Linked DNA regions of Mus musculus: regions 2 and 3 are each linked to region 1. A link is a contact called in public HiCAR-type and promoter capture Hi-C data. All regions are on one chromosome and are shown on one strand. The core of a region is the stretch at or near the end of the contact, and the rest is flanking DNA. Distances in the headings are between cores, read along the strand shown. Region 1 holds the start of Ttc3 (tetratricopeptide repeat domain 3). Region 2 holds the start of Get1 (guided entry of tail-anchored proteins factor 1). Region 3 holds the start of 1600002D24Rik (RIKEN cDNA 1600002D24 gene).

What was found. Promoter capture Hi-C pulls out the DNA fragments that hold promoters and counts their contacts. HiCAR-type assays count read pairs that join an accessible place to other places.
Region 2: a contact with region 1 is called in a HiCAR-type map of astrocytes, with 5 times the contacts expected there. The contact joins the promoter of Get1 here to the promoter of Ttc3 in region 1. A contact is called at or near these places in 2 of 39 promoter capture datasets (the 3T3-L1 cell line and pre-B cells) and 1 of 115 datasets of contacts at active chromatin or transcription factors (astrocytes).
Region 3: a promoter capture Hi-C map of embryonic stem cells shows a contact between it and region 1, with 2.5 times the contacts expected there. The contact joins the promoter of 1600002D24Rik here to the promoter of Ttc3 in region 1. A contact is called at or near these places in 2 of 39 promoter capture datasets (embryonic stem cells and liver).

Annotation. Positions count from the first base shown.
Region 1 is chr16:94,369,125-94,373,036 of GRCm38.p6, reverse strand. Ttc3 (tetratricopeptide repeat domain 3) reads right to left here and starts at 2,298. Exons shown (of 46, transcript NM_009441.2): 1 at 2,176-2,298. It overlaps Pigp (phosphatidylinositol glycan anchor biosynthesis, class P), which reads left to right and starts at 2,487. Exons shown (of 5, transcript NM_001159618.1): 1 at 2,487-2,671; 2 at 2,845-2,948. The coding sequence starts at 2,607.
Region 2 is chr16:96,143,567-96,147,478 of GRCm38.p6, reverse strand. It overlaps Get1 (guided entry of tail-anchored proteins factor 1), which reads right to left and starts at 2,079. Exons shown (of 5, transcript NM_207301.3): 1 at 1,901-2,079. The coding sequence starts at 2,002.
Region 3 is chr16:95,926,967-95,930,878 of GRCm38.p6, reverse strand. 1600002D24Rik (RIKEN cDNA 1600002D24 gene) reads left to right here and starts at 1,802. Exons shown (of 4, transcript NR_040484.1): 1 at 1,802-1,863. The region is part of intron 1 of Gm41508 (a long non-coding RNA gene); the gene reads right to left.

The DNA.
Region 1 (3,912 bases), core at 1,049-3,548:
GCAACATTAGATAACATAACTGTTCATTTCAATGAATGTTATGAGGACCAAAATCATTAAAGACCGAACCAACCAGCTGTGAGAGTTTAACCCATTTGCTGTCACATGGCTAGACAAAAGGCAGTCTTTTAAGCAAATTTAGCAGAAAGCTAAAGTCATAAATAAGATGGTCAGTAAAAAGAGGAAAAAAAAGTTTGTTAGCAAGCATGTGAGGAAATGGGTGTTCTCCATATCAGTGACCATTAAAACTGGTACAACCACTTTGAACGTTTCTATCATATCTGGTTAAGTGGAAGATGTATATATTCTACTACCCAGCAAAATTATGCTTAAGGGTATGTCCTAGAGAAACTCCAAAAGTGTGCACAGCAAACAGGTACAGAGATATTTATTGCAGGACCGTTTTAAAGAGTAAAGACTATAAACAATTCCAAAGTCCATCAAAATGAGTACAATGCAGTGCTATACCAACATTTATAATAATTCAAAGAAAGTACAATTATTCGATTTATTCATATATAAATCTCAAAACGTGATGCTGAGTGAAAAAGCAAGTTGCAAAAAGTCACAATTTTATATCACTTTGGTTAAAAACAAATACTATGTATTGTTTATATATTCACCATTACCAAATTATAAGTTATGCATGGAAATGATACACACAAACCTGAACACAGTGGCTATCTCTAGGTAAGGAGGGGCTCAAACTCTCAGCATCTCCAAAAATGTTTAAGCTTTTTTTTGTTTGTTTTTGTTTTTGTTTGTTTTGGAGAATCTGAAGTAAATTTGGCAAAAAAATAAATATATAACAAACAAAATGGCCTGATTTGGTTAGATCTACCTGTGTTTAATCTCTAAGTATTCCAGAAATTAAAAGAGAAAAAAGGAAAATTAAGCAACAATAAGAAAACCGAGCAGGAGAGAAAGACAATCCGCAGCCCTTGAGCGCAAAGCACAAACCCCTGACAAGCACAGTAGTGGCAATTGAATCCCTAGGAGAGTTTTACCGTATAACAAACCCATTTTTCTTAAAATAAAATACACATTTCTTGAAAGAACGTGTTCTAACTAGAGCTGTGGTTGTGAGAAAACTGCCCCGGAGAGAGCAGTAAAACCTGTATGATTTCAACCCTGTTCCCTTGATCCCTCGCCAGAGTCCAGAGCTTTAAAAGGCTGCTATAAACACCCTGCAATACCCAGTGTTAGCCATCGCCTGGTGAGAGGCACAAGCACAAACGGTGGAAAGAATTTGCAAACTGAAGGACGTCTGGAAACTACAAGCTTCTGAGAAAGGTACCGTGCAGTGGTACCGACACACCCTCGGCTTCATTTTGGTCCTTTGTCCCCCCACCCCCCTAGTCTGTCCCCTCCCCAATAGGAGATGGCAGCCCAGGCCTCAGTGACGTCGCCAGCACTGCGGAGCAGCAGCCCTGCGCAGGCGTAGGAAAAGGCTGCAGGTGGGGAGGTGGGGTGGGGGGCAGCTCTGCGTCCCTCCCGGGTCCTCCCAGAAACGGGGGTGGGGGTGGGGGGGAGAGGCGCGCACACACAGACCAGGGGCAGCGCGCACGCGCGTCACCGCAATTCCAACCCCGCGCACGCCACAGGGCCCCTACACAGCGCACCTTTGGGGACCCTCGAGGACGCACGCGCGCGCCTGCCACTGCAGCCTGCCGCAGCGGCGGGTGGGCGGGCGCGCGCGGGTGCTGAGGAGGGGGCGCGCACACCACAGGGAAGGCAGTGACAAAGGTGGGAGGGGAACCACCATCCTCAGAGGATGAGAAGGACGCCCACGCCGTCGTAGGGAAGGGAGAGCGTAGGAACAAAGCGGGCCAGCCGCAGACCCAGAGGCGCGTCCCCGAGCGCTCGGAACGCGGGAACGGGTACCTGACCCGGGATGTCACCCGCACGCCAGGCGACGCGCACACAAAAGACCCCCCTTCTACCGTTAAGGACGCCCGAGGGTCACTGGACAAAGGGAACACACCCACAAGGGCAAGGGCGGCCACACCCCCTCAGCGCGCGGGCGCTCGGCGAGACGCGCGGCGACGCGCACACCCACACTCACCACACACCCACGGAGGGAGGTGTGGAGCGCCCCGATGCCCGGGCATCTCGGCTGCGGCGGGACGCGCAGACGCTTCCGTGAGCCCCGCCGCGCGCAGGGTCTGCACTCACCCGGGCCCGCAGCCCGCGAGCCTCAGACGCGGGCTGCCGACGCCTCCGGCCCTCCACGTCAACCAGACCCGCAGAGCGAACGCTCCGCGGCTCCTGAGGCGGGCGGGTCACGTGGCTTAGGGTGCGCATGCGCAGTCGCCGCGTCGCCCCCTCAGCTCGGTGGGGTGGGTGGTGAGACCGTGCTAGCCCCCTCGCTGCGGTCGCGGTGCGCCTGCGCCAAGCGGCGGGGGCGCCTGCCAGCCTCTGCTTTTCCTCAGGTTTTTTTTTTTTTTTAATTTCCGCCCACGCTGCGGGGGTAGCTGAGCCGCGCCTGCGCATTGGACTGAGTGGGGCTGAAGGGTGGGGACGGGTGGGCGTCGGTGCTCGCAGGACTCAAGGTCCCGGGCCTCCTGTTTCCTCTGAGCCTCACGAAGGCTGGGACAGGGCCCATCATGAGAGGGCAGGACTCGGGGCCTCTGTCCAGCCCGGGCCCCTTCCTCGCCTCAGAGGGTCCGAGGTGCGCATTTTCCCCGCAGCGCGCGCTCCCGCCGCCCCCTCAGCTGCAGTGGCGCGCGCGCGCGAACATCCGCAGTGGCTGTGTCCGCAGCAAGCGATGAGATTATGTAACAGACCATTGGTGAAGGGGGGCGGGGGGAGATGTCTGACGACGATTGTGTTCCTTTTCCACAGATTGTCTAAAGCCACAGGGAAGATGGTGGAAAATTCACCGTCGCCATTGCCAGAAAGAGCGATTTATGGCTTTGTTCTTTTCCTAAGCTCACAATTTGGCTTCAGTAAGTACTGGAATGATGGATGGCCAAGGCCCTTAATGGTATTGAGAACCAGGAAATAATGTGTTTGTCCTTAGAACGTACACACATGAACTGTTGATTCTTTCTACCTGTGTCTCTTCACGAGTCCTAAAAGGGGTACCGTTTGTTTGCTCAGTTTATGTATGCAGTTCTAGATGAACTCTCCAATATTTATTTAGCACTAGGCTTGATGCTAATGTGAATAAAACCTGGCCCCAATCCTTGAGGTCATAGTCATGTGGAGAAGCATAGTAAACCCACAGTTCAGAGAGCATGATGAGTGCCCTGGAAGAGCCTTGGAAGGTTTAGAAATTGGGGTTAGCTACCTCCAGGCCACTCCCTGGCAGTTCTATCAGAATAAGTCAGGAAGGACCATGGATAGAGTCTCTGAGTGAAGGCCTGTGAAGGTTTGGAAGTGAGATGCTTATAGCTCCAGGATAGCATGCTGTAGCTGAAGAGTGAAGATAATGGGCCAGAGAAGTCAGGTGTAAGAATGTACCCTTAACGTCTGGGATCTGCATTAATGCCCACAATGTTCCATTTTGTAGATGAGGCCACTGAGGCTTACAAAACAAAACAAAACAAAAACAAAGAACAAAAACAAACTTAATATGACCAACTCAACAAACAGAACCAAAGTCCCTCTTCAAATAGTTTGGAAGATATGAGGCAATCAAGTGGTAGAAAATTGAATGCCCACAATCCAACCTGGTCCTTGATAGAAATCAGAATGTCTATGTGGAGGTATCCTTCCCAATTCTTAAGTGAAAAGTACTAGCTTAGCTGTAGTGTAGTGGGATGAAGAAGCTACAGTTACTGGCTCTTTCGTGGAATCATTGTTTGGCCTGAGAGCTTTGTGTTTTGCATGAAGTGAACCTGTGAAGTAGGTGCTGCCTTGCTTCCTCAGTTTAAAGATGGGAATACTGAATTTAAGTAACTTGATCAA
Region 2 (3,912 bases), core at 830-3,329, 1.8 Mb before region 1:
TCCCTAAACATCTGAGTTCCATTCCCTTAGCTCGACTGTGAGGTGAAAGGGAACAAGACACAGGACAGGAGGACGTGGAACCCTCAAGGTAAGGATCCGGCTCAGGAGCTAAAACTCCTGCTATACAAGCACAAGGAACCACCTGAAAGGTGAGTGTAGATAGGGAGGGAGCCAGGGTCCCCACAGCAAGCTAGCCCAGTCAGTGTACTCTGGGTTTTACTGAGAGACCCTGCCTCAATGAATAAGGCAGAAGAGTGGCCAAGGGCTATCCTTGACACCAACTGACCTCAGCCTTACACACATACACACACACACACACACACACACACACACGGTGGAAAAATAAAACACACAAGAAAGCAGAATGAGAACACACATAACCACAAGGGATTGCTAGCCAAACACACAAGCAACTTTAACCACTGAAACTAACAAAAAGATTACAGGGGTGAAGGACTAGATGCCTCTCCAGAAAGACAGATGATGAAGGTATCATGTTCAGTCTCTCCTACCAACCGTCCACAACACAGATGACTGCAGTGATCCCAAATGTGTGGGTTCACATGCTAGGTATTCCCCATTCTGCAGAGAGTGTCAAATCCCACAGATGGGGAGGGGGGGTCTCACTCACAAATCACACAGCCCAGCTACAAGTCAGAGTTCCCTTGACCCCTCTTCAGGCTTCACCAATTTGCTAGACCAGCTCACGAAACTCAGAGCAAAAATCTTGCCCACTGGTTTATTACAGAACATGTTTTCCAAGGCTATAGATACAGGTTAGAGAGATGTGTTGGGGGTTAAGCACACTTGTGGCTCTTTCAGAGGATCCAGGTTCAGTTCCCAGCATGCATGTGGCTGCTCACACCATCTATAAGTCAGTTCCAGAGAATGTGACTGCCTCTTCTGGCCTCCTCAGGCAACCTCGTTCACATGGTGCATATACATACACTCAGAACACACACACACACACACACACATAAAATCTTTAATGGCTACAGATTAAGAGGGTGGAGAGATAGCTCAGTGGTCAAGAGCACACTCACATAGTGGCTCACATGGAGTCCTTGACTCCAGTGTCAGGGAATCAATGCCCCTTCTGGACTCAAAAGCACTGCATACGTGTGATGCACTTACATACATGCAAGCGAAACTCTCACATAACAAATAGTTTTTTTTAAATGGTTTAAAGGCTACAGATAGCAGGACAGATGAAGAGAACTTTGCAGACAGGTCATTGAGTGTGGGGACATCCATCCCCAGTTAGTAGTCCCCAATCCCTCTTCCAGTACACAGAAAAGTCCTTCTAAACCTTTCTGCATCCAGTCCTTTGGAGAACTGTGTGCAGACTTCATTATACAGGCATGAGTAAAATATGGAAAGTATGTTGGGGCTGGAGATGGCTCAGTGGATAAGAGCACTGGATACTACTATAGAGGGCCTGGGTTCTGTTCCCAGGACCCACGTGGCAGATAACTAATGTCTGTAACTCCAATTCCAGAGCATCCAGCGCTCTCTTCTGGACTCTGCTGGCAATGAAAGCACACAGTGCACAGATACACACGCAGGAAAAACACCCCCCATACATAAACAGAAACCTGAATGTGCAAGAACGGTATGGCCTGTTTAGATTGCTCTGTAGTGTTCCTTGTTCCCACGGACAGAACAGAAGGGGGCTCCCTGTAGCCGGGGATCAGCCGCTCCGGAGCCAGGCACCTGTGAGGATGCTGGGCCGGGGCTGCTCCTCTGTCGCGAAGCGTGGCTTGGGACCTCCCACCCTCCAGAGCTGGTTGCAACCTCGCGATCTGTGAGAAGCTCGGAGGCACCTGGAGGAAGAGAGCTTGCAGCATGGACCGCGCAAGGCCCCGCGCTCGGCCGCTCCCCGCCCCCGGCAGCTACTTACAAACGAGGACAGGGACGGCAGGAGGATGCGCAGCAAGTTACACCCGAACACGAAGCTCAACACCAGCAGCCACGCCCAGCGGTCCGTCTCGGACGCGCTCATGCTGGATCCCAGGCACCTGCACCGCTACGACAGCGCCATGGTGACCGCGCCTCCGCGCTCGCCTACGCCTGCGCACTGCAGCCCTGCTCCGCTACGGCAGCGCCTGGGAGCAGCGTCGTCAACTGCGCCTGCGCACTGCAGTCCTGTTCCGCTATGGCAGCACCAGGGAGACGGCGTCGTCAACTGCGCCTGCGCCGGCGCGCCACGGCTAGGGCTACACGTCGGGCCGCGGTGCACGCACGCTACACCTCCTCTAGGGGGCAGCATGGGATGTTACTTAGCAGCCATTTTCGCCTTTCGCCTTCCCGGCTTCCGTAGCCGGGTGATAGCCCACTTCGGGAGGCTAAACAGGTTTTGGCAAACTGTGATTGCTTGTAGTAACCGAAAACTATTTACGTTCTTACTGAGTTAACTAACGCACTTTTATTCTTTTTTATGTATATGAATTTTTTTTAAAGATTTATTTATTTATTGTAAGTACACTGTAGCTGTCCTCAGACACTCCAGAAGAGGGAGTCAGATCTCATTACTGATGGTTGTGAGCCACCATGTGGTTGCTGGGATTTGAACTCCTGACCTTCGGAAGAGCAGTCGGGTGCTCTTACCCACTGAGCCATCTCACCAGCCCTCTCACTTTTATTCTTAAATAAATTTATTTTAGGATAAGCCTCTGCATGAATAGAAAGTTACTTTATCATAGATGGTAACTGAAACTGTTTCCTAAACCGTTGTCGCATGTAAAATGGTTCGACTACATTTTAAAACTAAGCACTAATAAACACGAACAATGTAGAAAATCGTCACCCTAAAAGATAAGTTTATTCATCAAAAGACATCACATAGTGACTGGTAGAGACTTGCCAAGCATGTGGGAAGTCTTAGGTACCAGCCATGCTCAGCACGCACAAAGAAAAAGTTTACAGTGAGCTTTTAATAAAATTATCTAAATTTAGGCAATGATGAGTATTCATAACAAAAGAACCGCGGCTCACTTGTATATGGGGAATAAAGTGGAAGATAGTTGGCTGTCTTTTCTGCCACGTTAGTCAGAGAACGGGTTACTTCTAGAAACACTGCCTGTGTTTCTACCAGCAGCGGTGGGATGAATTATCTCAACGAAAGGGCACGCTGACTAGGAGACTGCCACTCCATAACCTTCCCTTCCAACTGGACTGTAGACAGACTGCCAGGTGCTCTCTCTCCACGCTGAGGTTTTAGATAGATTAAGGAAGAGCAGCCTCGTGAGAAATTATGGCAGTGTGTCTAAGTCTCCCTCCCCACAAACCCACCTTGACACATACACACACACACACACACACACACACACACACACACACACACACCTGCTTGCTCTTCAATCCCAAATCTCTGCTTTTTAGAATGAAAAGGAAATTATCAACCAAGGTCCCCACTGTACAGGAGGACCACTCTGTTCTTGGTGAGGCGAGATACTAAAAAAATTTCTGGTGAATAGCCTATAACATACATGCAGCTGGGGTGGTGTGATGGTTTGTATGTGCTCAGCCCAGAGAGTGCCACTATTAGAAGATGGGCCCCTGTTGGAGTAAGTGTGTCACTGTGGGTGTGGGCTTTAAGACCCTCATCCTAGCTGCCTGGAAGCCAGTATTCTGCTAGCAGTCTTCAGATGAAGATGTAGAACTCTCAGCTCCATCTGCATTATGCCTGCCTGGAGGCTTCCATACTCCCTCCTTGATGATAGTGTCCTGAAACTCTGGACCTGTAAACCAGCCCCAGTTAAATGTTGTCCTTATAAGAGTTGCCTTGGTCATCGTGTTTGTTCACAGCAGTAAAACCTAACAAGACAGGTGTCTAGGAGAAGCTCTTCCTGGCTCTCAGGGGCATCTCAGTTTGACAGCTCCTAATTCCTGTTGAGCACTCTCAAAAACAGT
Region 3 (3,912 bases), core at 553-3,052, 1.6 Mb before region 1:
CTGTGTGTCTGTATATGTGTGTCTCTGTGTGTGTATATATGTATATGTGTGTGTCTGTATATGTGTGTCTGTGTGTGTGTATATATGTATGTGTGTGTCTGTGTGTGTCTGTATATGTGTGTCTCTCTGTGTGTATATATGTATGTGTGTGTATATATATATATATATGTATGTGTGTGTCTGTGTGTGTATGTCAAAATAACATGGTACATGCTTTCCTTCACTCAAGCTGTTCTGCATCCCTTGGGAATGCCCGATGTGATGGTTTGAATATGCTTGGCCCAGGGAATGGCACTATTACTAAGTGTGTGGCCTTGTTGGAGTAGATGTGTCATTGTGAGGGTGAGCTTTGAGACCCTCATCTTAGTTGCCTGGAAGTGGTATTCTGTTTGCCTTCAGAACAAGAGGTAGAACTCTCAGCTCCTCGAGCCCTATGCCTGCCTGGATGCTGCTCTTCTCCCACCTTGATGATACTGGACTGAACCTCTGAACCCGTAAGCCAGCCCCAATTAAATGTTGTTCTTGTAAGAGTTGCCTTGGTCGTGGGGTCTGTTCACAGCGGTAAACCCTAACTACGACACCAGAGTTCCCTCATGGTTAGTGGGAAGGAGCCAGGTGTGGCGAGGAGAAGCAGGCAGCCTGCTGCACCTGTCAGGTGGGTCCCACCTCCTGCAGATCTGTCAGATCTGTTTTGTGGCTTCCGTGGCTCATGTCGGGACACAGAAACAGAGCATCTTTGCCAAAGACGCCGTCAGGCCACTGTCGTACTCACTGGTCTCCAGTGCCCCAATGTTCAGAAAGGGATTTAGGTGCCATGGCAACAGCGTGTGACCTTTAGGAGGTGGTTCTGCTGGGAGGGCTCCACCCTCGGTGATGGATTAATGCTCCCCAGGAAGTCTGTGGGTTATTTCAACAGTGGGCTGTCAGAACAGAGCTCCTTGGCTCACACCACTTCACCCTCCTGTACACTGTGGTGATCTGAACAAGACATGTCTCCCACAGGCTCATTGCCTGAACACTCAGTCCCCTGCAGGAGCCGCTGCCTGTGGAGATGATGGAACCTGGAGGAGAGGGAGCCTTCTGGAGGAAGTGTGTTACTGGGGCCAGGCTTCGATGGTTTATAGTCTCTCACCCCACTTCCTGTTCCCCTTTCTCTGTTTCCTTTGTATGGATGAAAAATGCAACCAGCTATCTTCCCGCTTGCTGACTGCCCTTCCCTGCCATGAGGATTCTGTCCTTCTGGAGCCATGAGCTAAAACAAGGCCTGCCTTCCTGAAGAGTTTTTGGCCACAGCCAAATACAGCAACAGAAGAATATTAAGTGTGCCTGCTGTTGGTCAGCTTTCGGCAGGATAACAAAGTTTCTCAAGCAATCAACTATAAAAGGCTTGTAGTTCATGTTGCTTGAGTCCTGTGGTTTGCAGGAAGTATCATGGTAGGTGTACATGGGAGGGATTGCATCCCTCAGGGCAGCTGGGAAGAGAGAGAGGTAAAATGAGCCAGGGTCCCCGTTCTCCTTTAAGACACACCCAGAGCCTTAACTTCTTATGCACCAGGAGCTTCCCAGTAGCATCATGTGGTAGGGACCAAGGCTTAATGGACAAGCCTTGGGGAAGGGCTGTGAGTTAGACACCATTACACGCAGTCTCTCTCCTTGGCACGCTATGAGAAGGCCTCCCTGAGGTCCCAGCACCTGTGCTGGACTTAAAGCCTCAAGGAACACAAACGTCAACGTCTGTGCCTGCACGAGCAGGTTTTGCTTTCTCAGAAAGTCTCACAGGCTTCCGTAACTCCTCCCGTTTGCTCTACACATTCAGGCCATTCTGGGAAGAAACCTCGTGTTGCTACACAGAAGACCAGGCAGGTAGACGGCTGCTTCACTTTCCTTTGGTTTCACCACTACACATGTCTGTCTTCTCATAGGAACTCCGGAGAGAGAGAGAGAGAGAGGATGAGGGACAGAGGGACTGAGAGAGCTGGCTCCTGTTTCACCTGTCCCACTTCACCCCCGCCCCCCATGCTTCCCAGTCTGAATGTTTACATTGTGCAACTGTGGCAGGGTCAGGGACTCGCTCAGCCAGCCCCCGGCCTGCGGTTGGAGAGAAGCAAAGTTGTAGATCTTGTTTGCTGTATTTGGTCAAAGGCCACACTTCAAATACCAGATCCTTCACTGGGGCTGAACTGTCGACCTGTGTTGGGTTTCTAATTTGCACTTTCTAGGGAGTCCATGGGGTTATGTGCAATGAGGGGATTAAACTGTTTCACTAGAATCTATTAGTTATGTATAATTACGGGCTCCATGGTGCCACACTGATGCATGTATATAACATATTCTGCTTATCTTGACCTCCATTACCACTCCCTCCTCCTCCTGACCCTCTCCTCTTCCCCACCCACTACGTTTCTGACTCTTCCTTGTTTGTTTTGGTGGCCCAGTGAGTTTTGTTAGGGTTGCTTGCCTACAGGAGCCTAGACGAGAGCTCATTCATCAGGCATGGGCCATGCAACTGAAGGAAACTTCTCCCTTCAGTGATGGGATACTTCTAGTTTTACTTTAAGAAAGTAACTGTTGTAAAATGATTCATGTCAGCTCACCTTAGAAAATATGGATTAATTAAAGGAAAAATATACTCAAGACTCCTAGCCACTCAAATGCACTGCTGATGGCTTGGGTAGGGAACCAACCTGCGTAGATGGTCTTATTATTTATTAGGGCACCTTGTCATGTTTGGTTTTTTATCCTATCATTATTTCAATACAACCTGCCTTTTCATTATATTAAAATTGTAGTGGAGTTAATGTTGACCTCCCATGGACGTGACACCTGGGCCAGAGCTGTCAGCCCTGGTTTACAGATCTGAAGCACAGTGGAGCAGACTTTCTGAGCCTGGGTTTCTGTCTGCGAAATGTACGCTTGATGCTTTTTACTTCTGTGTGTATTCTGCTCAGAAAATTAAATTAGCTACCTTTAAAAAAAAAAAAAAGCTAAAACCTGCTAATTTCTAACAAAAAATGTAGAGTATGCAGATCCAGTGACTACACATGTCCCACTGAGCCTCTTTCACACACACACACACACACACACACACACACACAAGAAACACACACATATAGACACACACACACATAGACACACACACATAGACACACACACATAGACACACACACACATAGACACACACACACATAGACACACACACATAGACACACAGAGACATACCCACTCCCACATACACACACACAGACAGACAGACACATAGACACACACATACACACACAGACACAAACAGACATACTCACCCCCCACATACACACACATATACATACACATACACACACACATACACACACACACACACACACACACACACACGCTCATTTTACTGGAGTTGCAGAGAGTTGTGAGCTCCCAGATGGGTGCTGGGAATTGAACAAGCACTCTTAACTGCTGAGTTCGTTCTCCAGCCTACAATCCCTTATTCTATCTACATGTGTGTGAGCACATGTATGTGCTGTACATGTGTCCCCATGTTTGTGTGTGTGCACATGGGCACATGTGTGCCTTTTGTGTTTTCCCTCAGTCACACGTCACCTTATTTCTTGAGACTCAGTCCCTCACTGATCCTGAGCTTATTGATTAGACTGGCTGGCCAGCAGGCTCTAGGGATTCTGGGATTGCAGATACATGCTGCGTGCTGCAGCTAGCACTTTTATATAGGTGTTGGGGATGTGAACTCGGGTCCTCATGCTTGGGCAGCAAGCACTTTGCCCACTGAGACCGTCTCAGTGATGTCACCACTGCAACCTTCTTTCTGGCCCTCAACCTTCAAAGAAAAACCTCTTGGGCAAGGTTAGGGGGTTCTGATCTCTCTTCTGGGCTCAGGGTAGAAAAAAAGGACGTGTTGAAGGCTTT